2 separate regions of the Astyanax mexicanus genome follow, and region 1 is linked to region 2. A link is a contact called in public Hi-C data. All regions are on one chromosome and are shown on one strand. The core of a region is the stretch at or near the end of the contact, and the rest is flanking DNA. Distances in the headings are between cores, read along the strand shown. Region 1 holds the start of lamc1 (laminin, gamma 1). Region 2 overlaps lamc1 (laminin, gamma 1).

The links. Hi-C and Micro-C count contacts between places; a contact is called where the count stands out from the background.
Region 1: a contact with region 2 is called in a Hi-C map of muscle, with 11 times the contacts expected there. The contact joins the promoter of lamc1 here to the enhancer-like site in region 2. A contact is called at or near these places in 2 of 3 Hi-C or Micro-C datasets (both in muscle).

Annotation. Positions count from the first base shown.
Region 1 is chr8:50,968,961-50,971,918 of AstMex3_surface, reverse strand. lamc1 (laminin, gamma 1) reads left to right here and starts at 1,640. Exons shown (of 28, transcript XM_022677891.2): 1 at 1,640-2,485. The coding sequence starts at 2,107.
Region 2 is chr8:50,873,380-50,876,331 of AstMex3_surface, reverse strand. lamc1 (laminin, gamma 1) reads left to right here. Exons shown (of 28, transcript XM_022677891.2): 10 at 45-234; 11 at 907-1,019; 12 at 1,228-1,449; 13 at 1,948-2,136. Among protein-coding and RNA genes, the nearest start is that of lamc2, 35 kb to the right of the region's middle. Within about 2 kb of position 1,376, the one cell type or tissue checked has an H3K27ac peak away from gene starts, as active enhancers do.

The DNA of each region.
Region 1 (2,958 bases), core at 391-2,890, 95 kb before region 2:
TAAAAGACATGGTTAACGTTAAAATAAGAAATGTTAGCTATTTAAAAAAAAAAAACAGTTTTTAATGTCACTTCAAAATTTATTTTAAAACAGGACAAGTGAAAAAAGGTGTACAATAGATTCTACAGGACAGTCACAAAAACCACAACTGACCAGATCTTATATATTAACATAAATCATTTATGTATAAAATCGCCATCAGGTATATTTTTAATGGCAGGTTTTGAAATGAGTCTCTTTGCTCTTGGGTAAAACTGGCCATTTAATGTATTTAGAAAGCGCTTTTGTTGCAATAACCGGATCTACTGCTGCAGATATACTTCTGTTAGAATAATTAACAACACTTTATCATGTTACTGCTCTTCATTCACACTATCCATGCTGCTACAGCTAATTTGCACTCTAGACTTAAAGTTTCTGCTACTTTCTTATTTTTCTACTCCGCTTTATATTTTGTGTTTTTATCTTGATATCTATCTTATTTGATTTTATTTTAGTCAATTTTATTTTATTTCATCTTTATATTTATCTTATTTTAACAATTGTCTTTTTTGGATGTAACTGAACTATGAGAATACAATTTCGTTCCACCTTTTGTACCACATGACTTTAAAAAACTCTGAAGACTTTTAACACACTAAACTCTGACACCCTCTCACATCTAAAGACAAGTCTCATACTTTTTAGTCACAGGCTAAGATTTTGCAAAGACTGGGGATCTCTAACTGCAATACTGCAACTGGTTTCTTTGTGAGATTATTTCTCATCATGCTTCTGGTGGAGATTACATACAATATAGATTACATATTAAATCACAAATAATGTGTATATTAATATTGTAGTTTATCAGAGACTCACAACTTTTGTAAACAAAATACTAAGTCATACACTCATAGTTGTTTTGAAATTTGCTTCAAACGTGTGTCAGACATATATTTTGGGCTAGTTTAAGGTTCTCACTACAATCAATTCAGAAGTTGAGTACCAGAGACCTCAAATATCCAGTTGTTTCAAAAGCCAAAGAAGTCCACTTTAAAACTTTAAATGGAATCTATCCTCCCAGTCACTTTATTCAACAACGGTTTGGTATTAAAACAAATAAATAATTTACTGTATATGTACAATTACAATGATGTCTTTCTCATTAACAATATTATCACCCTGGGATTTTTTTTATCCATAAAGCTAACTATCTTAAAGTAAAGCCTAACTTCTGTGTTTTCCACAAAGACTTAGTCTTTATTACAAAACTCTTAGACTGATACATGGTAAATACACCCACCTACTTTGTTCTTTAATAGAAGATTATCATTTAAAATCAAGACCCTTTTTTCTTCCCTTATAGTGGTGCACCTATCCTTTCTTCTATGGGTACTATTTTCTTTTTTTTTTTGTGCAGTATTGTCCTTTTGTTGGACCTGGCAACCCTGTCCCTATCATTCCTCTAATATTCATGATCCAATATCCAGTTAACGCCTACGAGGTCGCTCACTGCTGACGTCCCCCCACAAACTGATCACTAGAAGACCACAAAAAAAACCCCGCCCACTCGCGCATCAAGCCACGCCTGGTTTTCCAGCAGGCTCCGCCCAGTCCCGCTGCTCTCGCCTTTTCAGCGGCTCGGCTGGCCATCAAAGCTTCCTTCAGGCGGAAGTAGACCCTGCAACTTTTCCTCCCCTTCCAACTTGTTTGACTTGCGCACTAGCTGGCAGGGTGTAGTCTGCTCGGATCCAGCTCCTCTCCTTTCCCCAGCTTCTCCCCTTTTTCCCTCCAGCTGTGTTTTTTTCATGGCGCTGGTCTTAAACTCGTAAATTGAGGCGGTAAAAGCGGTGGATGTTCGCCGGAGAGAGAGAGCGCAGGACCGGGACACAAGTGCAGCAAAGTTTCGCCGCAGTGTTTCTCTCTGCAGCGACCCGACCGTCCCGCATGATCCAGCCCTCCGTAGCTGGAGAGTCGCCGCTACAACTTTCTACGGGCGATTATTTATTTATCTGAGCGGTTTGTGAGCTTTTTAGAACTTTTCTGAGGACGACGGACACGCGCCACCAGCTTTTCCAACTTCTCCTGCTCCTCTAGCTCCAGCTCCACGAACACCATAACGTTACCATGTCCCGTCTGGCCCTCGTCGTGAGCGCGCTCGCTCTGACTCTGTGGGCTACGTGCAGCCGCGCGGCCATGGACGAGTGCGCGGACGAGTCCGGGCGGCCTCAGCGCTGCATGCCCGAGTTCGTGAATGCCGCCTTTAACGTGACCGTGGTCGCCACCAACACCTGCGGCTCGCCGCCCGAGGAGTACTGCGTGCAGACCGGCGTCACCGGAGTCACCAAGTCCTGCCACATCTGCGACGCCCGGGACCCGAGGCAGCACCACAGCGCGGTCTACCTCACCGACTACAACAACCAGGCGGATACCACCTGGTGGCAAAGCCAGACCATGCTGGCGGGCATCCAGTACCCCAACTCCATCAACCTCACCCTGCATCTAGGTAAGAGTCTCAGTTTAAAAAAAAAAAAAAGCTTTGGGAAGTTGTTACGGTTTTTTAATAACTAATTATGAAGTACATTAATTGAATAGAGCTGCAACTAATGATTATTTTAGTGGTCGACTAATCTGACGATTATTTTTTCGATTAGTCAATGATTATTTCTCAATCAGTGCTTCTTAAGGGTATGGCTCATATTCTTGGCTTTCTCTATCTCCTCAAAACGATACGAACATCAAAATATGGGATTTAAATGATATTTGGTGAGTAAATTTCAAGTCTGTTGTGTTTGGTCACTTTTAGTGACTTTTAGTGACCAATCCCTTCTTTGCAGTTACAAATGAAGGATTAATCGACCCTGAAATTTGTAGTCAATGTTTTTTTTTTTATATTCGGCTTTGCCGATTATTGCCAATTATGTTACTAAATGGTTGCAGCCCAATTTGATATTCAACCAATCTGATGATTATTTTTTT
Region 2 (2,952 bases), core at 127-2,626:
AATAAGAAAATATTCACTCTCTTATGTTTGCTCCTTTTTTTTAGCGAAATTCCTTGGTAACCATTTGCTGAGCTACGGACAGAACCTCACTCTGAACTTCCGGGTGGATCGGCGTGACGCTCGTCTCTCTGCTGAGGATGTGATGCTGGAGGGGGCGGGGCTGCAAGTTGCTGTGCCCCTAATTGCACAGGGAAACTCTTATCCTGGAGAGCAGATGCAGACTTTTGTTTTCAGGTAGGAAACTAGGCTGAGCTTAAATCAGGTTATCGTTATATCCACTGTCCACTGTTTTCCCACAAAATCTTACAGCACTTCAAGCTTCCCTCTGCTACTGACAACTTTTATAGAGATACAGATTTCTTTTTCCAGCAGGATTTGGCACATTGCCAAACATACCACTTGGTCCTCTATGATATTCACATTTTCTGAGATACTGATTTTTGGTTTTAATTGGCTGTAAGCCATAATTATTAACAATAAAATAGATAGATGCTTAAAATAGATAGCTCTGTGTGTAAAACATATATATTATATGAGTTTCACATTTTGAAATGAGTTACTGAAATAAAGTAACTTTTCAATTATATTAATTTTTTTTTAGATGCACTAATACATTAAAACTACATTACAGTAAGATAATACAATATGCTGTGATTTCTCATAACCCTCATAAACCTGTATGGAATGTGCTTCTGAAAAATACCCATTTAGAAGCCATGTAGCCCTAAGACTTCAACCTACCCCTCTAGGTTTAATTTACGTTTCTAGTAAATATTTACAAACATACATAATTACTGAATGCCACTAATATTTAATCAGACAGTATATTGCTTACTCTTTTTTTTTTTTTTGCCCAGTATATATCATATTTATTTTTAATTTATCTTTAAACCTTGTTTTTAACAGACTCCATCAGACTACAGACTATCCCTGGAGGCCAGTGCTGACACACGGAGACTTCCAGAAGCTTCTCCACAACCTTACCTCCATCAAAATCCGTGGTACCTACAGTGAGAGAAGTACGTATCTACTGTTCTACTCAAACACTCACACTGTGTACAGTACAGCGCAACTCACGACCTAACCTTTTCATACGCGCCACAACTGTGTTTATACAGAAAACAGTGAGTGTTTATCACTCTGGATTTACATTTGATAAAAGCTGAGATAGTAAATACAGTTAAATACAGTTTTCTTGACCTCTGATTGTCCTCTGTTGGCGTGTAGGTGCTGGGTACTTGGATAACGTGTCTTTGGTGAGTGCACGGCGCGGTCCTGGAACTCCAGCGCGCTGGGTGGAGAAGTGTACGTGTCCTCCGGGTTACGTGGGTCAGCACTGTGGTCAGTGCGCTCTGGGATACAGGAGGAGCAGGCCTGAGCTGGGTCTCTACAGCCCCTGTGAGCCCTGTAACTGCAACGGACACAGCGAAACCTGCGACCCTGCAACAGGTCAGTCTCCTTCAGAAACCTTCAAACAGTTCATACTAATACTAATACTAGTACTTTACATTATTAATCCCCAGCCTGGGAAATTCATTTGTCAAGCAGCAAACGTAGACAAAAAAAAACAAAGTATATTTAAAAAATTTAATTCTAATTTATTCCCATTTTCTCCCCAATTTACACAGCCAATTACCCAACCCACTCATTAGGACTCCCTTATCACTAGTAATGCCCCAACACCAGGAGGGTGAAGACTAGCACACAAATACAAATACAACATCAGTAGAATTCTTTAATCGTTTGTGCTTCCTATCCCAAAATAAATGGAACTGATTGGTCGGTGCATAAGGTTTAATGTGATTGATTGGCCCTAAAAACAGGAACTTTTGTGGCCTGCACTTCTTATTACACTGAATACCATGTAAAAGTGTTCTTTTACTGCCCCCTCATGGCAAAGAAGTTCACCACATTTCATTAATTCTGTCTGTCTTTCTGTTTCTGTAGGAATGTGTAACTGCCAGGATAATACTGCAGGAATGAGCTGTGAAAGGTGTAAGGACGGCTTTTACGGCGATGCTACAGTTGGATCATCTTCTGATTGTAAACCCTGCCCGTGTCCCTCAGGGGCCACATGTGCACTTGTGCCCAAAACCAAGGAGGCGGTGTGCACCAACTGCCCAGCAGGCACTACAGGTACAGCAGCGATTAGAATCACATAACAAAGCCTGATCAATCTAAATGATCAAAAGTTGTAATTACCCAATGTTTATATAATTAATTAATTTATTAGAACATGTGCAATCTGGTATATATGATAGTTTAACGGCATTTATTTTCTATAGAAATGTGAATAAAGTAAGTAAACTAAAAACCTGCGCTAAAATGCCAATTAACTGTCATTAGTTTGGAATTATTATAAACTCATAATAAATAAAAATCAATAGACTTAAAGCCTTCATTAAATTAAAGGCCAAGGCCTAACTTAACTTGCTACTGTTAGTTAATGTAGTTCAATTTCACTGCTATTTCTGTCATATATACAGCTGAGTATATATGAGTTTCTTTGATTTTACCAAATTGAAAACTTCTGGAATATAATCAAGAGGAAGATGGATGATCACAAGCCATCAAAACAAACCGAACTGCTTGAATTTTTACAATTAAAAAATATTCTGCAGTTCTGTATGATAAATCTTCTAAATCAAGTTGCAAGATAAGAGGGCTTTTTGTAGCCCTATTTAGAGGGGAGTAGTTTTATTTGAATTATTATCAGAGATCCTCAGTGATTTTAGCTCCGTCTGAATGTAAAACAAGTCGTAATATTACTGGGGATGCACTAATTTGGGAATTCTGGGCTAATAACTGATATTTATTTCATTTATTTATCTTTTACATTTACACACCCCAGTATAAAATGTAACATTTATATGCCTTACATTTTAGCTTTCAGCCAACTGTATGCAAACAATAAAATTAAAGTTGCTGCTGAGAATTTTTTCCACACTTTTG